Regions from separate parts of the Cricetulus griseus genome. Here region 1 is linked to region 2. The links are chromatin contacts, called in public Hi-C maps. All regions are on one chromosome and are shown on one strand. Each heading gives the region's core, a stretch centred on a gene start, on an enhancer-like site or on the middle of the called end of the contact. The rest is flanking DNA. Distances are from core to core; before and after follow the strand shown.

The links. Hi-C and Micro-C count contacts between places; a contact is called where the count stands out from the background.
Region 1: a contact with region 2 is called in a Hi-C map of the CHO-K1 cell line, with 6 times the contacts expected there. The contact joins the enhancer-like site here to the promoter of Nrp1 in region 2. A contact is called at or near these places in 5 of 8 Hi-C or Micro-C datasets (the CHK-Q cell line, the CHO-K1 cell line, fibroblasts and 1 more).

The regions. Positions count from the first base shown.
Region 1 is chr3:205,307,593-205,310,999 of CriGri-PICRH-1.0, forward strand. Nrp1 (neuropilin-1) reads left to right here. Exons shown (of 18, transcript XM_027404763.1): 17 at 1,401-1,451. Among named protein-coding and RNA genes, the nearest start is that of Nrp1, 150 kb to the left of the region's middle. Within about 2 kb of position 1,254, at least 1 of the 6 cell types and tissues checked has open chromatin away from gene starts, as enhancers often do. A contact at or near this core is called in the CHO-K1 cell line, where this site is marked.
Region 2 is chr3:205,160,100-205,163,367 of CriGri-PICRH-1.0, forward strand. Nrp1 (neuropilin-1) reads left to right here and starts at 1,768. Exons shown (of 18, transcript XM_027404763.1): 1 at 1,768-1,786.

The sequences.
Region 1 (3,407 bases), core at 4-2,503, 150 kb after region 2:
AATTATAACAGAATGAAATAAGCCTGCTGGGCAAATTGAAGACAAAGGAGGCCTGTTGGCTGCAATGGATTTTTGATCATTTCTACAACTTACAAGTCTTCTATTATATTAGTACATTGACTATATGTAATTCTTAAAGGGCCAATAATTTGGTACCATTAACTGAAGAAACTAAAAAGAAAGAAAAAGAGTGAATAATGGTCTGCCTCTTCATTCTACATAAGGAACCCTCTTCAATGCCACCCTACCTATCAGCTTCACAAAACAATACAGCTTTAATAGTTCAGCCGACATTATTTTTGCAAATTACTCATTTCTATGGATATCTGGCCATTCAAATGTGTATTTAGTTTAGCTAACACAGTGTGTGTAGTACTGCATTCCTCACCCACATTGAGACTAAGAAGGGGATATTCCAGGGATAGAAAAACAAATTCCAGGGATGAAAACAAAGAAATCAACTAAGTTCAGGCCAGTAAGTTTTCACTGTCTGTGTACTATATATAAAGCAATGTGCCAAGTGGTACTGTCTTGTGAGTTTTTCCTTTAATGGCTTTTGACTACTTAGATATACAAACAAGGAGTGGTCTAAAAGGGCTGGTTGAGTCAGCAAGCTGAAGACCTAAGCTGGGATCCCTAGTACCCAGGCATAGATGTGTTAGCTCGTCTCAGCCCAATCTCAGCAGTGGGTAGGCAGAGACAGGTAGATTCCAGGAGCACGTGGGCCACCTCAATCAGTGAATTCCAGCTTCAGCGAGAGCTCCTGTCTCAAAAACTTAGATGAAAAGAAATCGAGAAGTGACACTTGATGTCAACCTCTGGCCGTCACATGCATATGTGTATAATTATATAATTACTCACAAAATATATATTATTGGACATTCTAGTCATGGAGGCTATGAGTGCTAACTATATACGAAGCATTTATTTGTACAAGTTTACCGAAGTACTTATTATGTGTTAGGCAAGATTTTAAATTCAGGGACATGTCAGAGAACACAGGACTGTACCCATTCCCAAGGCTCCACTTTTTCCATAGAATTTTATTTATTTCTGATAAAGTACAGGAGGAAGTTTCCTAGTTCAAAGAATCATTGTGCTATTTCAAAGTCCAGTTCAGTACACACCAACAGTAGGAAGCAGCCACCAGCATTCTACATTCCCTTTTGTGTTTCTTATTTTCATCAGTCTTCTACATTCCACATGCCAAAACCTGTCCCTCTGCCCTTCACAGTGTCTTAACCGCATTTATGAGTCATGGAGAGGGACACTGTGCAATCTGTACTCCTATGGAGGCCCAGCAGAGGGGTTGGAGGGTTTCTGTGCAGTTTGCGTGTATCATATCTGTTTTATTTTATTGGTGGTTTAAACATCTCTTTCCATTTTCTTTGCCTTGTCAGAACCAACAGACCTAGATAAAAAGAACACAGAAATTAAAATTGATGAAACAGGTAAATTCATCTTACTGATCAGCCTCTGTTTTAATTTCTTATTGCTTTTTGCTGTTTGTTAATAAACGTCACTGAAATCCTCAGACACTAGCGTATCCAAGCAGTTTAGACAAAATAAGTCCCTGTGTCTAAGTGAATGGGCATGGATTCGATCATTGTCACAGAGTGCTGTATGTTCTTAGCTGCCTAGGGGACTTGGGGGTGACACTGTGAGGTTGCACTCCACAGAGTGAGTATGCCCAATCCTTCCCTGCCTGAGCTTTTTCACTGAAACACAATCACAAAAGGGTGAATTGTGAAGACTATTCATGTAATCTTTTGAAGCCAACAAATCCTGTGTTCCGCCTCCTAGGTGGAATGTTGAAGAGGGCAGAAAGCCTAGCTTCTCTGAGGATCTTGTCCTGCTCCCTTTCCCTGGCCCTGAAGCCTGGGGGTGACATTGATGGTGGAAATTCCTAAGGGACTGCTGTACACTCGGAGCAGTGGAGACCCATCATCTTGAACCCTCTGAGCAGTTCCACAGGGCAAGCTCCCTCTTGTTTGACAGACAACAGAACTGAAACAAAAGTAGCACAGCTAATTAGGGATAGCTGTGGGTGTTTGATAACTGCAAAATGTGTGGCTTCAGCTAGCATTTCCTCAGTGCTCAGATGTAAGACTGAGCTAGGTCCTGGAAGCTTCCAAACCACCTGGCCAGCACTGCTCCCAGTTAGCAGGGACAGTGAAGCACCATTGCCATCTATTGCCTTTGGAAATGTGGCTCTTCTATATGTATGGCCAGCACAGACTGACAGAGACAATAGACACAGCTCTGTGCTGTTGGAAATATTAACACATTACCAAGTCCACACAGCTGTAAACTTTATTAGAAGTTGTTTCAAAACAATCTTTCATCAAGGGAGAGAGTATTAATATGCCCCCAAGGCTTGTTTTCCCTTGTTTAGGGACTCGCATCTCATATTTTTAGTTTGTGCTGATTGGAATCTCAGTTGATCAGAGGACCATTAAGTAAACACCACACAAGCTGCCCATTAGCATTTCAGTCCTGCTCCTAGCACCAGGTAATTAGGCTCAAAGCTCCCATGCTAATAACTTCTCATGTTCCACTCTAAAGCAAACACATCCCTAGTGACTCCTTCCCAGAGTAGTGTGACTGTTGCCAGCAGCATTATCAGGGTGGTGAAGATACTGATTAAATGTCTTCTACTTGGCACAACGCAGGCACTGTTTCTTGGTCGGAGCCACAGCCCTTTCTGCATGATAGGACTAGGCATTAGTGTATTCAGAAAAAAAAAAACAAACAAAGAAACAAAAAAACTCTCTTCCAGTATTACTAGATAGTTTGGGGTTTAAGGGTGTTTTGTGACTTTCTGTGTAAAAACCCACGGGGACACTAAGAACAGCATCTCATAGTGGCATCATACTGGGCCTGCCTGGGAAGTCAGGCAGAAGTCAGGAGAATGTTTAGATATGCCCACCAAACACAGTAGTTAATTGTGTGGCCAAGATTTGAGAAAACTTCATGCCTGCACATCTAAGGCTGGGGACGTAGCTTAGCTGCTGGAATGCTAACCCAGCATTCACTACACGTTGGGTTTAATCTACAGCAACATATGTATTAGGCATAGTGGTGCACGCCTACAATGCCAACACCAAAGCGGTGGAGGCAGGAGGATTGGCAATGCAAGGTCATCGTCTGCGCCAGCCTGGGCTTTAAACAGCCTGACTCACGCATGGCTACTCTCTGGATGAGAACTATAAACTCATCTGTCACTCTAGAGTGATTTCAAATAGGTTGTGACCTCAGTGTCCACCTCCAAATTCCAGCACCCTCACCTGCCATCCCTCCACTCCTCATGCACTGGAACATGCAATGGCTCCGTGATCCCTCCTGTTTCCCCTTGTCTTCTGTCTCCTCACATGTGGCCTCTCAGCGTTCACGAGTCAATCTTGTCT
Region 2 (3,268 bases), core at 518-3,017:
AAAAAGCAGTATCTTCCTTTTTTTTTTTTTTACCACTAAGCCATCTCTCCTGCCCCAAAGGAATTTTTTTTTTTTTTTTTTTTTTAACACAGGCTGGCCTCCAACTCACTCTGACCTTGAAATTCTGATCCTCCAGCTTCTGTTCCAGAGTGCTGGGATTATAACCCCATACCACCGCACATGGTTATAAACTGTCATTTGTTATCCTTTCCAAGTTTCCCTTACATGTCAGATGTTGGTTAGCACCTAAGACACTTTGTTTTTCAATATCCGTAGGTTTGACTTTAAAAACAGCATAACACAAAATCTACACTGAACTTGATTTAGTTTTCAGCTACACTGGGATCTGCATGCTGTACTGATCTGAAGTACCAGGTGGCTCCAAAGGCCTTCTGGGAGCAATGACTCTCTTATTTCTGGCAAATTGATATGGCTTGGTGAAATGAGCAGGCCATTTCCACCCAGCTAGTTCTCACTGATGAGGCCAGGTTCTGGCTCTGCTCAAACAGGCCGCATGGGCAGTAGCCCCTGAGGTGGTGCTGACCACGGACAGCCTTGGTCCTCCAACAGCACTCTGTTACGGAAGCAGATAGATAAATCACCCCCTAGGTGGAAGCTGTCCCTATCGCCTCGGCAGATCTGTGCTATCAAGAAGAGGGATATGTGCACAAGACAAAAAAAAAAAAAATCAAGCTAGGAATACTGCCAAATTCTTCCTCTGTCTCACACTTGCTCTCCTATAAAGCCGTTCTATCTCCCTGGGTAGAGAATTGCAGTTATCTGAAAGGGCCTTTCTCTACTTAGTGGAATCCTATAGCATAGTAAAAGGCTGTTAGCCAGAATGGTTAGCAGTATACCAACGCACTAGCTGGTAATTATTAATTACGATGGCTCGGTTCCATTTCGCAGCACCCACTATGAAAAACAAGGCGTCTAGGAAAGCCTCAGATAAGCGTGGCCCTGGAAAATCAGAGACAGAGTTTAAGTATGTCTCCTCTAGAGTGCATAGGGCGTGCCTTACTGGTTGGAGAAATGCTGTCAAGAGTACTTAACAGGCTGAGCCAGAAAACCAGGGGTCCTTCACTAGCCCCAAAGCTTCGAAGCCCTTCCTCCTCCCAGCTTCTGGGTATGAGGAACTGTCCCACCCAGGGCGCACCAGTTGTTGGCCTGGCTGTAGTCTGAGGGAAAAAAAAAATGCACTCACAGCGAGGGGTGGGGGTAGGAGAGATTTCAAGCCCTTTCCCCAAAACATTGGCCTCTTAAGTGTTCCGCGTATGCCCCCTAGCTCACCCGACCCGGGGCAGACTGTCTAAATACGGCTCTTTGAAAAGAGACAAGGATCTGGATCTCCACAGCTTCAGCCTGTTTTCCCTTCTCTGTTGTCCTAAGAGGCGCCTGTCCCTTGGACTCCAGGACTAAGGTGGCTCGGGGTCGCCCAGAGTCTGAGACTCACTCGGCGCAGTTGGAATTGGCAGGGATGCACCCGGCGCCTGGCGTGGGGAGGCGGGGACACGCGCTCGCTGTGGCAGGGCGCCAGGGCTGTCCCCCGCCTCTGTCGTTCCCCTGGCTCTGCCCTGGGCGCGGCTGACGCCTAGACCTTGCCTGCAGAGGGCCGACCGCCCCGCGACTGCCCCTTCCGCTCGACCCGGGGCATTTGACTCCCAGACTCCCGGCGCGCCCAACCCACCGGGGGGCTTCCAACGGGTCAGGCAGCCTAGGAGGAAGCCCAGTGGCGACTAACGGAGGCGCTTCGGGACGGGGCTGGCTAACTGCGCCCGGGGTGGAGGTGCGATGGGGCGGGGAGGGGGGCGGATCTGTGCTGTAGGCGGGGCCGGGTAACCAGGGCCGGAAAGAAGGCTGAGTCGGGCGCGGGAGCATAAGCAGCAGCTCCGCGCCTCGCACAAGCTTCAGTCGAGCGCCCAGCCCAGACACCCAACGCAGAGTCCTGGCCTGGAGCACCAGTGTCCCAGCGTCCTTTCTCCCTGGCTGACCCTAGTTTTTCAGCCAAAACCTTTGACCAGAGTCTCCTTGCCAGCATTCCTAAATCTTTGCCAGCTCTTGCACCAGGTAGGAGTCAGTCTCTGTGATGGCAGTGAGTCTATAAATGCCACTTCCCAGAAGGCTTATGACCTTTTCACCTTCTTCACCGACTCCTTCGGAGGGCAATGAGCCCGGTGAAGTGCTTGATCAGAGGCCACAACCAGTTTAAGTCCCTGGGTTGTCCTTGCTATTCATACGCCAAACGCCACCTGCTGCAGTTCTCGGAAAGCCCTCGAGGAGGGAACCGGACGAGATGGGGGAGGGGAGCACCCGGCAGACGCCCAGGAGGCACCTCCTCGGAGGCTGGAGGGCCGGTGGACACAATTGTCTGTAATCTAAAGCTGACGCTAGGAGACACTTGCCAAGATCATCCTGACACCCCAATACCCGATTCTTGCCAGTCTTGTCCCTCCTCCCTCGGGATGCACAGAAATGGGCCCCTCGACCCCAGATTCAGAATTCCTGGAGCACCTGTGTTTCTACGTGGCTGGTCAGTGTCTGTAGGCGCCTGCCCCCTAGCTGAAAGGCGCGCCACCACCCATCCTCCGGGTTCATGTAACCCCAAAGGAGAGGGCTTCAAATCTCGGGGAACAATACAGCCTGCAGCGTCGGGGGTGGGGGGGGGTTACCCAGCCCCGCGCCTTTACGCAGGGTGAGGACAGGGTGAGGAGGCCGTGCTCCGCTGCAACCAGGCTCCGCGCTCCAAGGTCTGCCTATGTTTTACGTGGCAGAAACACGGTCGCAGCTCTCTGGGCTCAGCAGCGGGTCTCCCACAACAGCCAGGCTTTCTTCTGTCTACAGTCCCAATCCCGAGAATCCTGGAGCGCCCGGCTGCTTCCTGCCCCAAGCCACAGGCTGGCATCTGGAAGTGGAAGCGGGGGGGGGGGGCGCTAGCTCAGCGATCATCATAAACCGGGGCGCGGGTGCCTGGGGATTTGGAGTTCATGAAGTAGCCGCTTAATCCCCGGGCTCTCGGAACTCCTTGGCTCCGGGATCCTCGCCTGCTGGAGCAGCCTAGCTCAGTCCTGGGGTGCAGAGGAGCACACCGAGGTAGACTAGCCGGACCCTGGGGCTGGTACCGCTCGCCTTGCCCCTCCTTACATACACGCGTCCTTACGCTCTGAGCTGACAACCTGCGCCCTCAGCGCCCTTCTTCCCGCGGAGAGCACCGCAGGGTTTGGGGGTTAGCCTAGCCTACCCACCAGGAGAGCACGCCAAGGGAAACTTG